3 separate regions of the Arabidopsis thaliana genome follow, and regions 1 and 2 are each linked to region 3. The links are chromatin contacts, called in public capture Hi-C maps. All regions are on one chromosome and are shown on one strand. The core of a region is the stretch at or near the end of the contact, and the rest is flanking DNA. Distances in the headings are between cores, read along the strand shown. Region 1 holds the start of AT1G51840 (kinase-like protein). Region 2 holds the start of AT1G52120 (Mannose-binding lectin superfamily protein). Region 3 holds the start of AT1G51210 (UDP-Glycosyltransferase superfamily protein).

What was found. Capture Hi-C pulls out chosen DNA fragments and counts their contacts.
Region 1: a contact with region 3 is called in a capture Hi-C map of shoot, with 3 times the contacts expected there. A contact is called at or near these places in 1 of 26 Hi-C or Micro-C datasets (leaf) and 2 of 3 other capture datasets (seedling and shoot).
Region 2: a capture Hi-C map of seedling shows a contact between it and region 3, with 3 times the contacts expected there. A contact is called at or near these places in 1 of 26 Hi-C or Micro-C datasets (shoot) and 2 of 3 other capture datasets (seedling and shoot).

The regions. Positions count from the first base shown.
Region 1 is chr1:19,249,585-19,253,825 of TAIR10.1, reverse strand. It overlaps AT1G51840 (kinase-like protein), which reads left to right and starts at 2,963. Exons shown (of 3, transcript NM_001333510.1): 1 at 2,963-3,221; 2 at 3,627-3,748; 3 at 3,848-4,241. The coding sequence starts at 3,655. AT1G51850 (Leucine-rich repeat protein kinase family protein) reads left to right here. Exons shown (of 13, transcript NM_001333511.1): 11 at 37-102; 12 at 184-373; 13 at 454-1,015. The coding sequence ends at 862.
Region 2 is chr1:19,396,977-19,401,879 of TAIR10.1, reverse strand. AT1G52120 (Mannose-binding lectin superfamily protein) reads left to right here and starts at 3,636. Exons shown (of 5, transcript NM_104093.4): 1 at 3,636-3,685; 2 at 3,999-4,226; 3 at 4,305-4,754; 4 at 4,843-4,903. The coding sequence starts at 4,023. AT1G52130 (Mannose-binding lectin superfamily protein) reads left to right here. Exons shown (of 5, transcript NM_001333529.1): 3 at 1-262; 4 at 367-831; 5 at 923-1,370. The coding sequence ends at 1,261.
Region 3 is chr1:18,985,864-18,990,765 of TAIR10.1, reverse strand. AT1G51210 (UDP-Glycosyltransferase superfamily protein) reads right to left here and starts at 3,064. Exons shown (of 1, transcript NM_103999.2): 1 at 1,499-3,064. The coding sequence starts at 2,957. The coding sequence ends at 1,656. AT1G51200 (A20/AN1-like zinc finger family protein) reads right to left here. Exons shown (of 3, transcript NM_103998.3): 3 at 4,132-4,902. The coding sequence ends at 4,555. WIP5 (WIP domain protein 5) reads left to right here. Exons shown (of 2, transcript NM_104000.2): 2 at 410-1,015. The coding sequence ends at 841.

The DNA of each region.
Region 1 (4,241 bases), core at 1,714-4,213, 260 kb before region 3:
TAACATTAGAATTTGACATTTTCTTTTAATAACCAGGAACACGTAACCGGTTTACTTTGAATTGGGGAACTAGACTGAAAATAGTCGTCGAGTCTGCACAAGGTTTGTTTAGAGATTACCACCTTACATTTTCCATTTTTTTTTGTTTATTTGCTATAAATGAATATGATTGTTGTGGCCTAGGACTTGAGTACTTGCATAATGGATGCAAACCACCAATGGTTCATAGAGATGTCAAAACCACAAATATATTGCTGAACGAACACTTCCAAGCCAAACTAGCTGATTTTGGGCTTTCAAGGTCATTTCCAATTGAAGGTGAAACTCATGTGTCAACAGTTGTTGCTGGAACGCCTGGATATCTTGATCCCGAGTAAGTATTATGGCTTAAAATATTATTATTGTTTTTAATGAGAAAGAAAGTTTATAATTTCCTCGTATTTTGTTTTCCAGATACTATAAAACAAATTGGTTGACAGAAAAGAGTGATGTTTATAGTTTTGGGATTGTATTGTTGGAGCTTATCACAAATCGACCCGTGATCGACAAAAGCCGTGAAAAGCCACATATAGCAGAATGGGTAGGAGTAATGCTTACAAAAGGAGACATCAACAGTATCATGGATCCTAATTTAAATGAAGATTATGATTCTGGTTCTGTTTGGAAAGCTGTTGAGCTAGCCATGAGTTGTCTCAATCCTTCTTCAGCAAGAAGACCGACCATGTCCCAAGTTGTTATTGAACTAAACGAGTGTATAGCATCAGAAAATTCAAGGGGAGGAGCGAGTCGGGATATGGACTCGAAGAGTTCCATAGAAGTGAGCTTGACCTTTGATACCGAACTGAGCCCAACGGCTCGGTAGTTTACATAAATTCATATTTTCGCCATATGTAACGTGGATTTTTATTTATTTTCTATTTCATGTAATGAAATTTGTCTATGTGATATATATCTTTGTTAATGAGCAATGAACTTCTTTATTAAACATGTGATTATAAGTTAAAATCGGTTTTCTTCCCTCATATGATACTTACAGTTCAATTTTAGATGAGAAATTAGGAGGTGAAGGCAGATAAAAGAAAAGTTATCGTAATTTTTACAGTTCCAACCACCCCCATTAGTCGATGTATGTATAGTTAAAAGAGAGACAAATCATGCAATCCAGCAATCCTAAAAAAGGAACGTAGGATCACGTATCCTGAGGTACTTAAGATGACATAATTTTGAGAAATTTTCGGGGAAACGAGGATTTGAAAGAGTGTCTAATGAAAACTTGGAGCAGTCTACTCTTATATATAGCGCGACCAGAGAATTATCAACAGCAATTAGGTGGTTGGTACTAAAAGCTCGCGATAACAACTGTATTCAATGTAATGAGTTATGAAAATTTTTAAGACTTTCAAAATAAAAGGTCACAAACTCTAATGTTTTGTCAATAAATTTGACAAAAAAGAAATATGTGACACATGTAACAAAATCAATTCTTTTAATCGTGCCTCATCACACCTCTATATTTCTAAAAATCTAGGCATTACAATCACCCCACTTACCAAGACCTTCACAAAGGCGGTGTGAAGCTACTTGAAACCACACATGTCTAGGCTCGGCTTTGATACCACGCATTCTCTGGATTTGTGGGCCCTACTCTCGTACGAAGACCCATAAATACACTACTACAGGAGACTGGAAATATTTACTTATTGATATTACAAATCGAAACAAGATATCTTCCCGTACTTTGTTCCTACACTCACACGATAACACGTTTTGGCATGTCAGCCAACCTTAAATGATTAAATCGCTCCACCTCAAGAATACCTAACTTTAGAAATCTGTCAAGATGTTCGACAGAAAATATAGGTACACTTAATTTGGTACCCGAATCAATTCTCTTAAATACTAGTAAAGTACCACCATATTTTGTAAAATCGAGGTATAACAAAATTTAAGTTTACTTCTGCGATGATTAATTTTAAACACTCAACTGCTATTTTATACTCTCTTTGTTCCTTTTTGTTTGTTTTAGGAAAAACACAAATATTAAGAAAACATATTAAATGTTGCTTTTAAATGTATTATTTTTTGTAATTTACAATTTTCAATAACTTTAAACCAATGATATATAATAATTTTTATTAAAATTTACAATTTATCAATTAAAACTAATAAGTATTGCATTGAAAACCTAAAAAATTAATCTTTTTAAAACAATTTTATTTTCTAAAAAATCAAACAACAAAAAACAGAGGAAGTATATAAAAGGTCACAAGCTATTTAAAGTCTCAAACAATCCATAGTTTGAGATTATGTCATTTTGATGAATGTTAAGTTCTCAGATTTATTGATGGGAAGGTGTAATTAAGCTGCAATTATCTAAATTTTTTATAAATTGTATTCATCAAGCACAACTAGTGAAGGCTACAGTTTCGATCTGGTCAACGGCCGACTTAAACCAGTTGCGAAATTTCATGTATCTAATAGACTAGTACATATAAGGTTGCCTAGACGTTTTGTCCACTTAATTTTTAATTTGAAATTAATTCATTTTCCTGTCTGATCATTTTAAACTTGTATTTTCAGTGACTATCTACTGTTTTAAATAGTAAACATCTACATTACATTTTTAAAAACCAAGCGAACTTTTATACTCTTAATCAACGTTAAATGTTTTTCTTTTATATTGAATATATATAGTATACTGCTTTTCTTTTGACTTATAAAATGTTATTTATTATTCTATTGTTTATAAATCATGTTATTTAATGTAGTTTACTTGCTATTATATATACAATATACTAATTTATGTTAAAACACCTAAAATATTCTAAAATGCTCAAATTCTAGCTGCTAGGTGGAGGTGATACCCTGATAGGTCTCCTATTTGAAAACGATATATTTTGTCTAAAAACGTTGAATGTAATATATGAACTACTTGTATGAAGTATTAAATTCATCAAGCACACAACTAGTGAAGGCTCACTTTTTGGTCATACAAATTAGAAACAAATACGAATTTTGACTAAAATAAAATAATATCAGCGAATATGTCGGCTACACCAAAATTTCAGCGTGTAATTTTTGAGTTGAAACAAAAATTTATGTGGAAGGTTGGATCGTCAACGGACGGTTCTAAATATACGACAATTTCGTGATGGACAAGCTTTCATCGTAACACTCAAGACCACTACCAATGATTTTGCATGCGGCATTCTGAATCTTTGGTTAGTTTTGCACTTCAAGAATTTGTGTTTTCTAGGAGTTGAACCCCAAACCTAGAGTAACAATATTAATCCTTGAATCTTGATCAACTACTGGACCATGGGGATTTCCATGTTTCCTCTGATATCTTATACAACTTCTTATTATTATTCTTGGTTTTAGTCTTTTAGATATTCATTTTTACCTTACCATCATATTATCATATGTAATATTATGAAGACAAGTACTCTCTTCATTGTTGTTAACAGATAAGATTTTGTTTTTTAAAACACTTGTTAATTTCTCGCAACTCTCTCTATCAAATGATTTTGTACCGGTAAGGAAATATTCTCAATTATTTCTTTATTCAATTCTTTAATCTTATAATGAGTTGACTATGAATTTTGATCATATAGTTGTATGCATAGTTTGGTATCGTAAAAACAAAAAGCTCTCATGTGGACAGTCAGGAGAACCATGGAGAGACATTGTGTGTTCGTTACCATTTTTGTGCTAATACTTCATCTTGTTCAAGCTCAAAATCAAACCGGTAAGCACAAATATGTTGGTTTCTTTTATGTGTTTATGTTCTTCAACGCGTCTAAGTTTATCAGATTATTAACTAATAATTAATCTATTATCTTCATAGGATTCATTAGTGTAGATTGCGGTTTATCCCCTCCCGAGTCACCTTACAATGCACCTCAAACAGGTTTAACATATACATCAGATACCGGTTTAATAAACACTGGGAAGACTGGTAGAATCGCCAAGGATTTCGAACCATTCGTGGATAAGCCGGCTTTGACAATGAGATACTTTCCAGACGGAATACGAAACTGCTACAATCTAAATGTCACCCGCGACACCAATTATCTGATCAAGGCCACCTTCGTTTATGGAAATTATGATGGGCTTAATGTTGACCCGAACTTCGACCTTTACCTCGGTCCGAATTTATGGACAACGGTGAGTAGTAATGACACGACAGAGGAGATCATCCATGTGACCAAATTCAATTCTTTGCAGATATGTCTTGTTAA
Region 2 (4,903 bases), core at 2,387-4,886, 410 kb before region 3:
GTTTCACGGTTTTGCTGATGTTAACCTCAGAGCTCTTGGAGCATATGTTACTTGGATAACTCCTGCAAGAATGGAAGCCAAAGGGGGCAAAGGAGGCAATGAATGGGATGATGGAGGTGACTATGAGGCTGTAACAAAGATTCATGGACGAAGTGATCATAAAGGTATAAAAGACATCATATTCGATTATGTTGACAAGGATGGGCATCCCAAAAGTGAAACCCATGGTCCTACCTCGGGTCAGGGTTACGTACTTGAGCCGGTATGTGTGACTAGGAAATAAAAATAAATCTCCCAAGATATTTGAGTCCACAAAAGATTTTGTAAATGGTTGTTGATGTATTGTTTTTACGTGTTTTGTTGTAGTTTGAGATTAACCATCTCGACAAGGAATATCTGATGTCTATTGATGGTTACTATGATGATGCATCCGGTGTCATTCAAGCACTGCAATTCAAAACCAACATGAAGACTTCGGAACTTATGGGCTACTATGACGATGATGCTGTGAAGTTTACAATTGGATGCACTGTTAATAAGATCATTGGGTTTCATGGACATGCTGGCAAGAACCTATATTCTCTCGGAGCATATTTCACAACACTTCCTCTAACTAAATTGGAATACGAAGATAGTTTTCGTGAAAAGCTTCCTAAGAATGGTGCTTCAGGTAACCTTTGGGATGATGGTAGTTTCCAAGGAGTAAAAAAGGTGCATATATATTATGATGGATATAGCGTGCGGTGTGTTCGGTTCGATTATGATGACGACGGCAAAGTCGAATCCCGTGAGCACGGGCCGAAAATTGTTGCCGCAGTACAAGAAGGAGGGGTTATAATTCCTCAACTCTAAATATTTGTCTCTATCTATCTATCCTTGTTCTTGAATAACGGCTTATACATAATAATCTTTTCTGTTGCAGTTTGTCCTGGACTATCCAAATGAGGTTATTACGTCCGTGGAGGGCATTGCCACTGTCGTTAATACTGGACTCAGCTTTAGTACTGGAAATGTGATGATTAAATCGTTGACTTTCAAAACATCAAAAGGTAGAACCTCTCCGACATTTGGTAATGTGTTTGGTAACTATCTTTCAGAATTTAAGCTTGAGAGCCAAGGCTGTGCTATTGTTGGGTTCCATGGACGGTCTTCTTATAATTCTATTCATGGTCTTGGAGCATATTTTTTCCCGATGCCTCCTTCTCATGATGGGAAAGCACTGGAAGAACAAGGTGGTGATGGTGGTTTGGGCGGTGTTTGATCACGTTCTTGTAGTGATCTCCTATATATCTTGCACTCTACTATGTATTGTTTTGGTTTGTCTTTATCAATCTCATTTTATGAGACATGTTTTTCTAAGAAATAATAAAATCCCATGTTTTTAATCCCTCTTTTGGTTGTACTTTAACTGATAGAAGATAAACATAACGAGTTTGCCCACTTTTATGCCTAAAGGGTATATATATTATTCTCAAAAAATATAGCTTAAAATAAACAATATTTTTGAATCCCACCAGGACTACTTTCTCAGTCACGGATCATTGGGTCGACCATATTCGACCATTGACCAATTGTTTAAAATTTACTTAATATAATTTATATTATAGGAATTATATAGTTTTTATAAATATAAAATAAAAATAGTCATACTACATTAATATTAATAACAAGGTGATTAATTTTTTTAAATCCAACTAAGAACTAAAACCGTAACAAATATTAAAGTAGTAGGTAAAAATAAACGGATAAATATCGCGTATTCAAAACAACAAATCTCGGTTGTCTCTCTTAATATTCTATTTATTCTCTTAAGACGGTATTGTGTTTGAGAAAAAAAAAGCGGCATTGTAAAGTTTTCCTCAAAATCTAAACCATTAAATAAGTTTATAAACTAAAAATATATTTAAAAAATTGCTGAATATAGTCTAAACTCTATATTTTATTCTGAATTAAATGAATTTTGTAAAATCATACTTAACCGATTCAAACGTTCACCGGATCACAAGTTAATGATAGATTTTTGTTGGTTTCTCCATTTTTAAAATTTAGATTTTTTTAAAAACTTTTCCAGTTTTAAAATCATATTTTTTGTTTCTTTAATGAAATGCAATGGACGTCGGTTCCATTACATGCATGATGCACGCCTATTTGTCTAAATGACAATTTTATAAAAAAAACAATTTTTGAGATAGCGTGGGACGACTTCATATAGTCGTTTAGAATATGATTTCATATTTAAAATTGTATAGACTCTATTCTAAGTAATACCATTTAAGATTGTATAGACACCTTCATGACTTCATCCCTCATTTTCTCTCTTTATATTTTTCATATTAAATGCAATGGATAAATCTGATTGGATACCCTAAATGGGAAGATGTCTCTCTCATATACACAAGCCACAAGGACAAGGTGTGAATATGTCCAAAACGTAATATGGAAAAGATGTCTTTCTCATATACACTGCATGGGTTTTAGATTAATTATTAATGTTTTAAGTTGGCTCTATATATAGTATATTAACGACAATGATTGAAACATTTTAAACATTTTAAAACAAACTCAATGTTTTAAGTTGGCTATATATATATACTATATTAACGACTATAGAAGCAAGAGTTTTATAGTAATTATTAGATTTGGACCTCATTAAAATTATACCGGAAAAAAATCCAATAATTTTATATTAAAATAAAAAATATTTTGGTCCACCTTTTTATTCTTGTTCTTTTGGTTGGCAATCATACAGTTAATTAAAATAAAACTCAAGATTGGGGGTTTCCAATACAAAAGAGAAGGGTATGCAACAATAACATTCACATATCTGATTCTGATCAATCAAGCTGAACAACTATCAAACAATTTAAAGTACAAAAAATGAAACAAACAAAATAAAACGAGCAGTAAAAAACATATAGTGGCTGAAATTGTCTAAAAAGGTTTTAAAAAACGGCAATGGATGGAAGCTAAACCAATTTGATCAATTCTAATTTTTTTTGTTTTGAAGCTATGACAGATTAGGACTTTAACATGAGCTTCAACTCAAAATCAATTAGGAACGAGTGGAGTGGTTTAAACCTTTTATATATTACTATTTAATTTTTCTTACTTTCAGGAATCATTGGTTTTGAAGCGCGGGCATATGTGGGAACAACATTCACGAGGTGGTTCGATATGGGACTTTCAATAACACCCTCTCTCACGCTCAGGCATAAACATTTAAAGCGTAGACATATGTGGGAACAACATCCACATGATGGTCCAACGATTGGGTGACTTTAATACCATGAAAATGTAATTTTAACATGGACATTCAACTCAAAACCAATTGACAATAAATGTTTATATATCACTAGATAATTTCTCCAACTTCCGATGTGAGACTTTCTCTTACTAACAAATTATCACCAATATATCTCTTAAAAAGTCATGATTGACATAGTCCAAATTAGAGTTTCGAACTTTCACCAATGGAGAATGACTTCTCATTTAACAATTTTCTCTAATAAAATACCTAGTTGTATTTTACATATTTATCAAAGACCAAATTAATAAAAATAAATAAAAAGACCCAATATTCTCTATTTATAAAAGACCCAAAACTTGTATATAAATAGCCTCCATCCATAGGGTTAAAGACCACCACAGTACTATCTATTCTTCAACTTCCACTTCACCATTAGAGGTCAGCTCTCTCTCCCTCTCCTTATGCATATTTGCTTTTATTTAGTTAATGTTTAAGCCTTGTATTCCTAGATTTTTCTTTTGTAAACGTAATTACAATCTAGAGCATGGCTATCTCCTGTTTTTACTTATAAGGTAATATATGGAATTTGCCCCTTTTCACCCAATAAGCTTGATCTTCCTTCTCTGTATTTTTGCAAATGGTCTCCTTCCTTCAATATATTAGCCTGTCTGTTCCTTGTCCGAAATGTTTTCCCCCCATTTTGATTTTTCTACCTAATGAATCACAATTGGGTATTGATGCAAATTATTAGCTATAAGCAAAGCAATACAACACCATGTCTCAAGATTCGAATGCGTTAGAGATGATCCAAAACGAAGGGCCTAAGTGGGACGATGGATTTGACCATGATGATGTGACAAAGATATATTTGGTAGGTGGTAAAACCGGCATAGATTTCATCAAGATTGACTATGTCAAGTCTGGAAAACCGAAAAATGGACCATTCCATGGATATTCGGGTGGAGGATTTCTGCAGATGGTATGACATATCCCTTTATTATTTTATGTTAATGAGGATAATTAATATTGACTTTTGTTTTCACCAACTTTTACACAGTTTGAGATTGACAATCTCAAAAACGAATATCTAGAATCCGTTGAGGGTTACTACACCAACAGAAGTGGCGAGTTCATTGGAGCAATTCAATTCAAAACCAACTTGAGGGTTTCCGAAATCATAGGATATTCATATTGGGGTTTAAAAAAATTTAAACTGGCAAAACATGGAAATAAAATCATTGGGTTTCAGGGATCTGCTGAGTATCGCCTTAAAGATCTTGATGCATATTTCACTCCCATCACTCCTACAAGAATGGAAGCGCAAGGGGGAAATGGAGGAACAAAGTGGGATGATGGAGGTGACCATGATAGTGTAACAAAGATTCAAGTACGTATTAATAAGGAAGGCATACAATATATCAAATTCAATTATGTCGACAAGGATGGAGATCCGGAGAAGGAGCAACTCCATGGCTCAGAGACGGGTAGAGGATACACGCTAGAACCGGTATGTATGACCGCATAACTTAAATTTAAATTTGATGACAAGCCTCTTGGTTTTCTACTACCGCAATATGCAATGTTTATTTTTGTAGTTTGAGATTAACCATAGCGACAAGGAATATCTGCTATCTATTGACGGTTGCTACGACGAAG
Region 3 (4,902 bases), core at 1,815-4,314:
TTATATCTTACACCCTTTTTTTTGTTAAAGCACATTTATATCTTACATAAGGTTGGATTATTATTTTTGTAACATGTTCCGCATGTGTTAAAATTATTTAGTTCACTTTTAAATAACAACATAACATTTAATGTTTAATGAAATAATTTTTGGAAAATATTACATAAGCTATAAATTTTAAAAAATAATTTTTTTTATAAATGCTTAATGTTGATAATAAGTTTGGCTTTAAATGTCGATGAAAAAATGATTTGACTACTATTCATAAACATATGTATATTTTTTCATATCTCTTAAACATATACACTTAAACCAATCTTACTTTTTGATTTTTGATCAAAAACAACCAATATTACTTTAAGACTGACATCTTTGTTGTATCCGTGATCTGAAAAACGTTTTATCATAGATGCACATGTGGGGACACGGCTCACAATACAGAAAGGGACCAGAATCCTTAAGAGGAACCCAACCAACAGGAATGCTAAGACTACCATGTTTCTGCTGTGCACCCGGTTGCAAGAACAACATTGACCACCCACGAGCCAAGCCTCTTAAGGACTTTCGAACCCTCCAAACACATTACAAACGTAAACATGGGTCTAAACCATTTGCTTGTCGTATGTGTGGTAAGGCCTTTGCAGTGAAAGGAGATTGGAGAACGCATGAGAAGAATTGTGGAAAGCTTTGGTATTGCTCTTGTGGCTCGGATTTTAAGCACAAGAGGTCGCTTAAGGACCATGTCAAGGCCTTTGGAAATGGTCATGTTCCTTGTGGGATTGATAGTTTTGGAGGAGATCATGAGGACTACTATGATGCTGCTTCTGATATCGAGCAATAAGATGATAGCAACAACAATGAGTGTTAATTAGGGGTTTTGTTTATTTTTCCTCTCATGCATTAGTTGATTGTATGCACGTGTTCTTTAGTTTTGTTCTTCGGATCTTTGTTTTATTTTGTTTTGAGCTGTTTTTTTTTTAATTACTAAGAAGTTAATTATCATCTAAAGATTTTCAACCGTTAGCTTGAGATACTTTTAAGTAATAGAACAAATTAAAGACTTGTGGTGCAAGCTTAAATCAAAATGGCAAAGAAATTAAAGCCTAATTTAAATATGTAATTTTCAATTCATTTTTGGAAAAAATGTCGAAAAAATCGTGAACTTTCAAATTTGGGACGAACAAAGCATAAACTTTTAAAATGCCATAAAAATCCTAAACTTTACTTTGACATTTTGAAAAATGACCAACTTTCGTTGACCAAGCCGTTTTGAACATGGGTTGTAGATATTTAGGTTTTGAAAATGCACCCATAGGGTTTGGTATCTCTCCCTGTTTTAATGTTCCAATGATTTATGAAGTTGTATCTGAAACCCAATTTTTCGCTTTGTATCTGCTTATTAGATAACATGAGGGTTTTAAATCTAACTAGCTCCCTCGTTAATTTATACTGGTTCAAAGTTTTGTAATTCTTAGTGAGACTCTAGCTATGTAGATACTTGATACTTTGACAATGAAAACACAATTTTGTTCATTTAGAACTCTTTTTAAAAGCTTATTCATTTAGAATCATATCTTTAGAGAGCTCAATTCTTTGACAAGTCTTTCTAAATCAACACTAGAGCTTCCTCCTACTTCAGTTGCAGCTCGTGCCTTCTATCCCATCTCCTTAGCCCGAGCACGCGCCTCGCCTCCACTCTCACCCATTGTGTCAGCGATAATCCGACCCATCTCATACGGGTCAGGCACAGTCTTACCCCCTTCACATACACTAACCGCCACACCCATATGCTCCACTACCAACCTCGCATCTACAAACTGGTCTGCTTCCATTGGCCATGCCAAGATCATTGTTCCGCTAGCCATCGCTTCCAGCACCGAGTTCCATCCACAATGGATTAAGAACCCGCCAACCGCCACATGACTCAACATAGCCACTTGAGGAGCCCACCCTCTCACAATCATTCCTCGACCTGCGACCCGATCCTCAAACCCATCCGGTATCGGGTCTTTCTTAACCACCCATACGAATCGGGTCATACTCTTCTCGAGACCAAGAGCCAGATCATCACACTGCTCTTTGGTTAACACCTTTTGACTTCCGAAGCAGATGTAGAGCACTGAATCATCTGGACATCCATCTAGCCAACTCAACAATGCCTTTGCGTCTACATTGGATACGGAATCTTCCTTACTTAACCCGACTGAAGAAAGCGGACCAACACCGAAAACGCGGTTCTCACTCACTTTCTGCTTCACATACTCCATGTAATCCTCTTCCAGACACTCACAAGTATTGAAAATACAACCATAACTCGAAAAATTCATGGTACTGTCTTTAACACTTTCAAGATCTTGCGATAATGGAGACTGAGGGATTAAAGACGGGAGATGCTCTGTTTTGAAAACAGGGGAGCGAGGAAGATCCGATAAACAGACAGGCTCAGTTGATTCAAAGAGATGAGGCTTGTCAGAGACAAAATGGAGAATCGAAGCTAAGAATGCTCCAGAACTGAAGAAAGCAAAGCGAGGAATACCAAGATCTTTGGTCCATCCAAGGAAGAAATCAGAAATGAGAGCGACCGGTGGATTTGGATGAGAACTTAACCAGTTGACGATAGGCTCTCGAAGCTGACGAAGAGAAGCCATGATCAAGGGATTTCCGTAACCACCTAGATCTTTAACGTTTTCAACCCCGGAAGGGATTAAAGGATGGTGAGGGAAAGGTAAAGTGACGACGGAAACAGCGGATGGATGAGCGGAGAGAAGAGGAGAGAGGTAAGGAAGGTTTTTAGGAGTGACGATGATGGAGACTGTGAGGCCACGAAGACAGAGTTGATGGGTTAAGTCGAGAAGAGGAAGCAAGTGGCCTTGTGCTGGATATGGAAACACCATGATGTGAGGTTTTAAACTGCCACGTATAGTTTCCGGTCGCGGCTGCGGCATTGCTCTGTTCATTTCTCGGTTGTTGTTTACGCTCGGTGGTGATATTATAGAATGATGTGTGTGTTAATGTACGATGATATGTGCATTGGCATTTTATATGTCTAGATTTTTTGTTGACCAAAAAAAAAACACGAGTCTAATTTTTTTTATCTTTTTTTGAAGTGTGTTATATACTTAAATTGATGAGATTATGTATGCCATGTGTATAGTTTCAATTTGGATCCAAAACGCGAAAAAAATATCAAGTTAGTTGTATCCTCTAAAGTCTAAACTAAATAGAAAGAAATCTACGTAAAACTAGAAACAAAAATTAAATGCAAAATAATGATTCATGAGAGTTGATTTTCATCTATATTTAACAATGACATTTTGTTCTAATTAAAAAAGAAATAATAATTGGTAAGTTTAATAATATATTATTTAGATATTCTATATATTTTAATTAATTTGAAGAAAAACTTCAATTAGAAAAAGTAAAAATATATGGAAAATCATAAAATTTCTTGTATTTATATTTGATGATGAGATCAAACAAAAGTAAAGAAAAAATAGTAAATTTTATTGTTAATTATTACTATTATTTTGTTATTATTTATTATTATTTTAATTTTTGTTTTTGTTGTTCTTTAACAAAACAAAAAAAAATATTGTTTGGTATTTTGGTGAAATCAAACAAAACTGAAAGCGGAATAAGTACGTAGAAGATGCGGTGCTGGGGTTTATGAGGAAAACGAACGTACGCTTGATTGTTTGCCAAATCTTGCGGTTGAGATAGTTACATGTGTCTCTAGTGAAATGGTTGCGGTTGAGAAGGAGTTGCGGTGAAGCAAAAGCGCATCAGTTATCACTATCAGTGATGACTCATCAAAAAACCGGTAAAATCAGATAAAACGCCGTTTGTTGTGTAGGCAATGAACCAAACAGTTCCAAACATTTTTATACGATGTCCTCAGGAACTAGTATATAGTATGGTGACGTTTAAAGCAACTCCTACGATGCCGTTTAGAGCAAGTTGATACGATGCTTACGCAACTTGATACGACGTCGGTTTTTCACATAGGACATGTTGTAAAGCAAGTGAGGACGACACCCTTTGGAGCTTTTGTCTCCTTACGATCATCTCCTTCTTCTATGGTTATGGGCGTTCGTACTCAGAACAGGAAAAAGCGAGCTCTTCAGTGTTTATCGACCCATATATACACATATATAGTAAGCTCATGACTTTGCAAAGTTACATAACTCACCAACCAGAGAAATTGAAAGGAATCACTGATTGAAGGACAAACACAGGCCTTTTTAAATAAGCTTCATGTAGCTACAGAGACAATCTCAATATGATACAGACCAAACAGGAAACAATAACACAGTGCTCAAAAATAGTAGAAAGATAAACACACAAAGCATTTTTTTTAAGAGCACGTTTCTCTGCTTGCAAACACAGATAATAGAAAGTTCCACACCACAGAGAGATGGAAGACGCTAAAGATCAAGCACGCTTTCATTCGACCTTATATAAAACCTTTTTAACATGAGAATACTTGAACCAGACACAGACAGGAGAAGGAAACACCAGGCCACCTGATGAAACCAGAGAAGTTTACTTAGATTTTCAGATTTTGTCAAGCTTCTCTGCTTTCACAACCGGGTTTGCCTTAGCTATCGCCTCTTGCGCAGCAGCATGGTAATTGAAGGAGCAGTCATGTACGTCTGCATAGCGGTGTGTTCCGCAGAAGAGGCTCCCACAGCGACATTTGAATCCAGTCAGGCCAACCCGCTTATTGCAAGTAGTACATCGGCTTGGTCCCTTTGGTTTCGCAGCTTCTTCTGGTGCTACTACCTCTGCAACGACTTGGACAGAGGATGGCTGTACAGAAACAGTCATCGGCTCAACGGATTTGGTTTCAATATCGACCAACGCAGCGGTAAAGGTTTCCTTTATGATGTTGCTGGATGACGA